2 separate regions of the Gasterosteus aculeatus genome follow, and region 1 is linked to region 2. The links are chromatin contacts, called in public Hi-C maps. All regions are on one chromosome and are shown on one strand. Each heading gives the region's core, a stretch centred on a gene start, on an enhancer-like site or on the middle of the called end of the contact. The rest is flanking DNA. Distances are from core to core; before and after follow the strand shown.

What was found. A called contact is a pair of places that touch in the nucleus more often than the background predicts.
Region 1: a contact with region 2 is called in a Hi-C map of tail fin, with 4 times the contacts expected there. The contact joins the promoter of dmrta2 here to the enhancer-like site in region 2. A contact is called at or near these places in 5 of 6 Hi-C or Micro-C datasets (blood and trunk muscle, skeletal muscle, tail fin and 1 more).

The regions. Positions count from the first base shown.
Region 1 is chr8:17,066,348-17,069,598 of fGasAcu3.hap1.1, forward strand. dmrta2 (DMRT-like family A2) reads left to right here and starts at 1,410. Exons shown (of 2, transcript XM_040185186.2): 1 at 1,410-2,298; 2 at 2,706-3,251. The coding sequence starts at 1,854.
Region 2 is chr8:17,021,374-17,024,879 of fGasAcu3.hap1.1, forward strand. faf1 (Fas (TNFRSF6) associated factor 1) reads left to right here. Exons shown (of 19, transcript XM_040184657.2): 7 at 1,192-1,297. Among protein-coding and RNA genes, the nearest start is that of faf1, 14 kb to the left of the region's middle. Within about 2 kb of position 1,833, at least 2 of the 9 cell types and tissues checked have open chromatin away from gene starts, as enhancers often do.

The DNA of each region.
Region 1 (3,251 bases), core at 160-2,659, 45 kb after region 2:
AGTGAAACACGCTAATGCTGCAGAGTTTTGTAAAGACCGACGGAAATAATCTCCAATTTCAATTATTTTTATAATAATAAAGAGGAGTAAAAAATGTTTTTATTATGTCAGAGTAGAGTAATATGGGTATTTTTGTTCTGAATACATGTAAGAATAATATGAATAATAACACTATACTACTAATAAAAAATAACAATATTATCAAAGCATTATTATCATAATAATATATTATTTGTTGATTAAATCAAAATAAGTTGATCTATAAACATACAGTATCGGCTAAAATCTAAAAAAAAAATCAAACTGTTATTTCGAGTAATCCGCGTGTAAATGAATGAATGAAATAATGATTTTTGTTTTTTTAAATAATAGTAATCGTAATTATGCGCAAAGGCGGAGTCAACGTGCATTTAGCACGCGCTCTGATTTGGGACACGGGCCGCAGCAGACTGGATATCAACAATATTTGACAAAACATTTTTTTCCTTGTTGACGATCTATCAAAGCCCAAAAAATCGTGATTATGAATTAGTTTCCTTTGAGACAATGTCAAGTTATTTGGAACACATTAACTAGGCTCCATACAAAGACATTTTGATGAGGCTAACCAAACAATATGTCCACATTTAAAAAAATCCCCATGGGCTGCATCCAAAAATAACATTTTAATCGAAGCTTTTTTTCTCATGAATACTCTTCACAAAACAAGGTTATATAAAGTATTTGTTCGTTACAATTGTCATAGCAACCACGAGAATAATTTGGACAGTTTTAAATACTCCGTTTTCCTTTAGCCCAGAACCGTGCAAGTCAACCGATTGCTTCACCGTCTGCAGTCAATAACGCTCCTCAAATATAGACTTTTTCTGACTGATCAAATTGTTCCTCCTTTTGAATCAATAAAACAAATAATACTTACCCACAATGAGAGTCGCGAGAGACATTTACGCATCATCTTTACTTTGAGGTATATCATTCCTGTCTGTGGAAATTGTAATAAAACGAGAGATTTCTCATCCAATAATATCATCAAATGATATTAAACATTTCTTGAGAAATATATGGAAGGTTGTTGTAAAGGTTGAGCATTTCCCATAATTTTAAAGCTATTATTTATTTTTGCAGTGCCCTGTTTGGTAGCACGTGGCCTTCTAATAAAGCTGCTTACATGCAAAAACTGGGGCAATTGTTTTGAATCTATTAAAATCTTTTTGGGGGGGATATACACCGCATCGATTTTTAGCTTTCCCGGAACTTCCTTCAGATTCTTAACACTTGATATTTGGAATAAGAACTCAGGTGGACACAGTTGAGAAAAAAAAAAAAAAAAAGAGGCAAGCCAATCAGATTGCTCCTTCCTCCTTTGGCCAATGACAGACGCCACATTGTTGTCAAATTTGTCTAATGAAAACGTAGGAGCAACAATCGAGAGGGGGGGTGAGAGGGATCTGTATCCACTGTCGATCTCTGGAGGAAGTTAGTGTCTCAGGCTGCGGTGAGTAGCAACCTCGTTCTCCTCCTGGACACTTTAAACTTTCTATCGGGGAGGAATGGTCGCTCCTCTCGGCTGCTGCTCTTCTCGGATTTAAACTCCACTGTATCTGAGTGCTTTCGCTCCTGCAGACTCATTTAAACAGTTTACATTAAACCGTCGAGCGTTGCTTTTTTTCCTCCTTGTTTTGCACGATATTCTCGTTGGTACACAGCGACATCGTTGACTTCACCATTTGCCCAGAGATGAACGGCTGAACAGATCCGATCGGCTCACTACTAGTATAACTAAAGCAGATCGTTCTGAAGAGAGGCCATTTCTTCTTTCATTCGTTCAGTTTACACCAACGAGGAACCAGGGCATGGATCTGAGACAGGAGCACCCCGCGGTCTCCTCCGCCTCTCAAGTCCACAGTGCGGCGGGCGCCTCCATCCCGGTGTCCATGGCCGGCACCCTCCTGCGCGGCCCGCCGCTCATCCTGCGCGCCTCCGACAAGTACCCGCGCACCCCGAAGTGTGCCCGCTGCAGGAACCACGGCGTGGTGTCCGCGCTGAAGGGCCACAAGCGCTACTGCCGCTGGAAGGACTGTATGTGCGCCAAGTGCACGCTGATCGCCGAGAGGCAGCGGGTGATGGCGGCGCAGGTGGCGCTGCGGCGGCAGCAGGCGCAGGAGGAGAACGAGGCGCGGGAGCTGCAGCTCCTCTACGGCACCGCGGAGGGACTCGCCCTGGCCGCCGCCAACGGCATCATCCCGCCGCGTCCCAACTACGAGGTGTTCACCTGCGTCAACAGCGAGAGCAACTCAGGTGAGCGCAAGAATGAGCGATAGACGCTATTGTTATTATTATTTTCCATTCTGACCGAGTCTGAATGAATGGGAGAATAAGAGACGTGGAAATGATCATAAAGGGCTCATTGTTCTGTGTATTTGTATCTAATTGCTGCAGTCTATTCGGTTGAGCTTGCAATATGCACCTGATACAAAGATGCTGTCTGTTGTTTGGCATTATAGGCTGTTAAATGCGCATAATCGATGATTTTTGTACTGAAGCCAAACGTTAAACAGACATGATTCATGATTCATTTACTGTCACTCAAGTTTACATCCATATCCACATACATCCATATGTTGGCACATGTTGCTCCCCCCAACCTGCCCCCCCCCCCCCCCCCATCCCAATCTTACAGTCTGTGATGTTGATTGTGTCAACAGATTCAAGTGTCCAGAAGTACGAGCTGTTTCCGAAGAGTCAGCTCTCCGGATCCGCCGCATCTCAGCAGAACTCCGGGAAACCGGCGTCCACCGAGAGCGACTCGGCCCCGGGCATCTCTTCCCCGGACGGCCGACACGGAGGCTCGGGTTCCGAGAACGGAGACAGCGAGTCTTTCATAAGCTCGCCGGTCTCCAAGCCTCTGAAAGACGGAGGGGAAACTCCCCGTTCCGTCAGCTCCCTCGGCTCCGATTCCGGCTCCGAGACCGACAAGGACGAGCAGGAGCCGTCCCCGTCCTCCGCGGCCTCCCGCCACATGAACGCCATCGACATCCTGACCCGAGTGTTCCCGAGCCACAAGCGCAGCGTCCTGGAGCTCGTCCTGCAGGGCTGCGGTAAGGACGTGGTGCAGGCCATCGAGCAGATCCTCAACAACAGCGGCGGCGGCGGCGGCGGCGCGCAGGGCTCCAACAAGGCCGGGGCGGACGAGACATGGACGGCCGAGCGGGTGCTCCAAAGCGCGCAGCAGCTTCCTCCGTCCTCCGCGT
Region 2 (3,506 bases), core at 583-3,082:
TGGGGCCAGTCCAGAAAGTGTGACCCCCGGGGGCCTCTTGAACAGATCGCGTCTTCACTGCCAGGCCTCTGCTCACAATTGAATCAGCACACGATGTCGGGTGAACGCCTCAGATCAGCGGTTACCTGTCAACAGCTTTCATCTGCTTTTGTTTTCTTTTGCCGACCGCTGAATGTCGTCTGTCAAGGACAGATGAGATTTTTTTTCAAATGATTTATATTTTTTAGCACATGGTTACAATTGGATCCAATATTTGTGGATCACTCTTTAAGGTGTCAGATTATTCATTTAGCCCTTGTGAGATACAACTTACTGTATTTTTGTTAATACTCCGTCAATTATTATTTTACCTCCCTATCGTAATACTATGCTCTAGAATAAAAGTGATGCATTCATAGTAGCTTGGATTATACACATTGGTGAATAGGTAACCATAGAAACATCTTGAGGTAGTAGCCGGTAATTGAAAGGAACTGACATGACTTTTAATTGATGTAACAATAATAAATGCAGTACAGCAGTACATCCGACGGCGTCTGCTAAAGAGGTTTGTCTTAATGCACAATGACGCCTCTTCGCGTCATCATTTTCCCCTCTGGCCTGAGAATGAAAGTAGTTGATTGTCCCTTACGTTCCTAATTGTCTCCACTCTGTGACAAAAGGTGGAAGCCAGAAAACTGGCGCAGCGAGGAGGGCTGAGCTGTCGGGAGTTGGTCAACGAGTGTCTGGGCCGCTGTTGGTTGCAGTCAAATCTTGCCTGGAGGGCATCTTTTGGTCTGTAGTGAGGAAGGTGCTGAAGGGCCTCCTGGGCTTCTCTCATAATGGCCTCCAGGTTGAATGGCAATAAGGCAGATTGATGGACTCCATGCTGTTACAGTGCAGGTGGTCGTGGCTGTTGCTGCCTGCTGTGCTGAGCGAAGCACCGGCCAGGCTTGTTAAGACACAACCAGTGAAGTGGGCGACTCTTCCCCCCAGAGGAGACACCACCTCCCTGTGGGCCAGCCGCTTACCACTAGTTGACAAGTTTCAGCTCGCCCCATACTTGACTGAGTGGCTCTTAGTGATGATGTTTTTCCATAACTTCTCCCGTAGTCCATATTCCTCTTCTGCATAATTTCTTTTCCTTTTTTTGATGTCATACTGTACAATCCTATTTCTTACCATTTTAATTTTGTTCCTCTCCTCGTTTAGTGATCTCCAAGATTCGTTAAATCAGAACTTCCTGTTGGTCATCAGCCACCGCGAGGCCCAGAGGGACTACAGTCTCAACTTCCCCGGCTCCAGAACCATACAGGAGGTATGACACTCTATGCATGCTAGTATCCACGGAGACACAGAGGCACGGAAACGCTCTCAGGAACTCACCCACAGACTCTCACGCATAAATACTATTATCGTACCTGAGTCTAGTTTCCCTTAACACTGCTTTCATTCCATTTGCCAAACATTGCTAGTCTATCTCAGCCATCGATTCATTATTCATCACAAATGATCACATTTCAGAGCGCATAATTACTCTCACAGCTGCAGTCTGGTACAACCTCCCCTCCCACCCCCCTGCATCGGTCTCTCTGTCCCTCAGCAGTCTAGGAAGAGGTTTAAATAGCGAAGATTGTTTGATCTAGACATGCAGGAGCAACAGAGAGAGACAGAGTACCGTCCGTTTTCCTCTCCTGAAACTAAACAGTAGATCCGGCAGGCGATGAAATATTTATAGTAACTCATACTGGACCCAGAATGAGGGCAGTGCGTCCCAGTGTCCATCGGTTATTACTATTACAGCTGCAAGTGGGTTTGAACTGCATGAAAATATATATATGTGTGTGTGCATGCACGCTTTCCTATATAGGCGTGTGTGTGTGTGTGTGTGTGTGTGTGTGTGTGTGTGTGTGTGTCAGTGTCAATCTTTGGCCCCTTGTGAGTTCAGATCAGCACTCCCCTGCAGATACACACACACACACCGTATATTACTGCCCTGTACTTGCCCTCTGAGGAAGACCTGAGCAGGCATTTGTTATTCACAGCGGGTAGCTCGTTGCCACAGGTGAGTGGAAATAAGCTCCCCAAAGACTGATCAAGTAAAATAGAGAAATCCTTCTATTGATTTAATGTTAAGCAATCATTATTTGCAGGATCGGGGTCGGCAATGTCGGCCGAGAGCTGCTCGCATTCACATCATTTTTTTTAAATTTAGTTTTTTCCTCTTAATGCTTTCCGCATTTTAAATCCAGCTAAGTGTTTACTTTCAAGCTGCAATGAAAGGCGTCTCTCCCAAGTTTATATTCTTTTCCCGCTCACCGCAACCAATGAACCTCGGACCCGGCTCCTCGGCGCGGGTGAAGATTACACTAATAACAATCCGAGCTACTTGCCGGCCTTGTAATGGTGCTAATTGAACAGATTAGTACGACCAACATATGAACTGGATGAGGCCGCTCGCCTCCCTGCTTTCCTCCCTCTCCTCCGTCGCTCTCTCCCCTTTCTCCTCCCTCCCTCATCTCTCCCCCACCCTCTTCTCAAGGCAGATGGTTTTGATGAGCACCCACTGTGAAACTTAAGTGTTTCTGCTGGGATTACAAACACTGGGGAGGGGTCCCCGCCGTGTGGGAGGGGGGGGGGGAGCCACGGACACAGAAAGGAGGCAAAGGACTGTTGGCTCGGTGGGGGTGCTGTAAGAGGCCGTAGGGGATGGAGAGGGGACAATGTGGGCTTAAACAGGCCTCCATGTCGTGGTCTTTTCCTTACGCATGCTTGTCTTTAGGCATCTCAAGGCCCCCCTGCAGTGAAAATGAGGCCCACAACTTTAACCTGCATGGATCTGGACTCTGTTTGCCCCACGTTCACCGCGCTCTTTATGTGTTTACTTTAGAGCGCGGGCGTCTGTCCTTGTCGTAGGATTGTAATGCCAATGTGCTGAGAAGTAATATGTAATTAAACCATGTATGCACACTATGCAGGGGCCCATTTAAAGGGGTTCAGTAGCCAGCGTGGAGAGCTGCAGGTACACAGTAGTTGTGGATGACCTCAGAAAAGATGTTATAGAGAAACTTGTGACGCTCGTCATAAAAAAAACAAGCAGTTAGTTTGCGATTCTTTCATTTTTTTTGTGTGACACAAACTAGAGGGGGTGAGTGTATTTCTGTCATCATAAGAGTAATGCAACAAAGATGTAACACCATTTTCAGTCCGCCTGACTCCCCTTTCCACTCATACTGTGTCCACTCACAGACACATATGGACTCCACCACAGAGCACCTTCTTCTCCCCATTCTTCCCTTTGTCTTAGCTGAAGACTAGCCGATGGTCCCTGCTTGTGCATATCAATAGGGATAGACTCCTATCTTCTTGTTTGTCTTTGCCAAAGGCTGCTGCTTTGCCTTGTGGCTCTCAGGGAACTGCCCTTGCCCCTCCTTTTCTCTGCCTTCTTTTTCCCCCATCTCCCCCCCCCCCACGGCCCTTCTCTACCTTCTTATTTTTGTTCCCATCTCTAGTGCGCAGGGCTGATT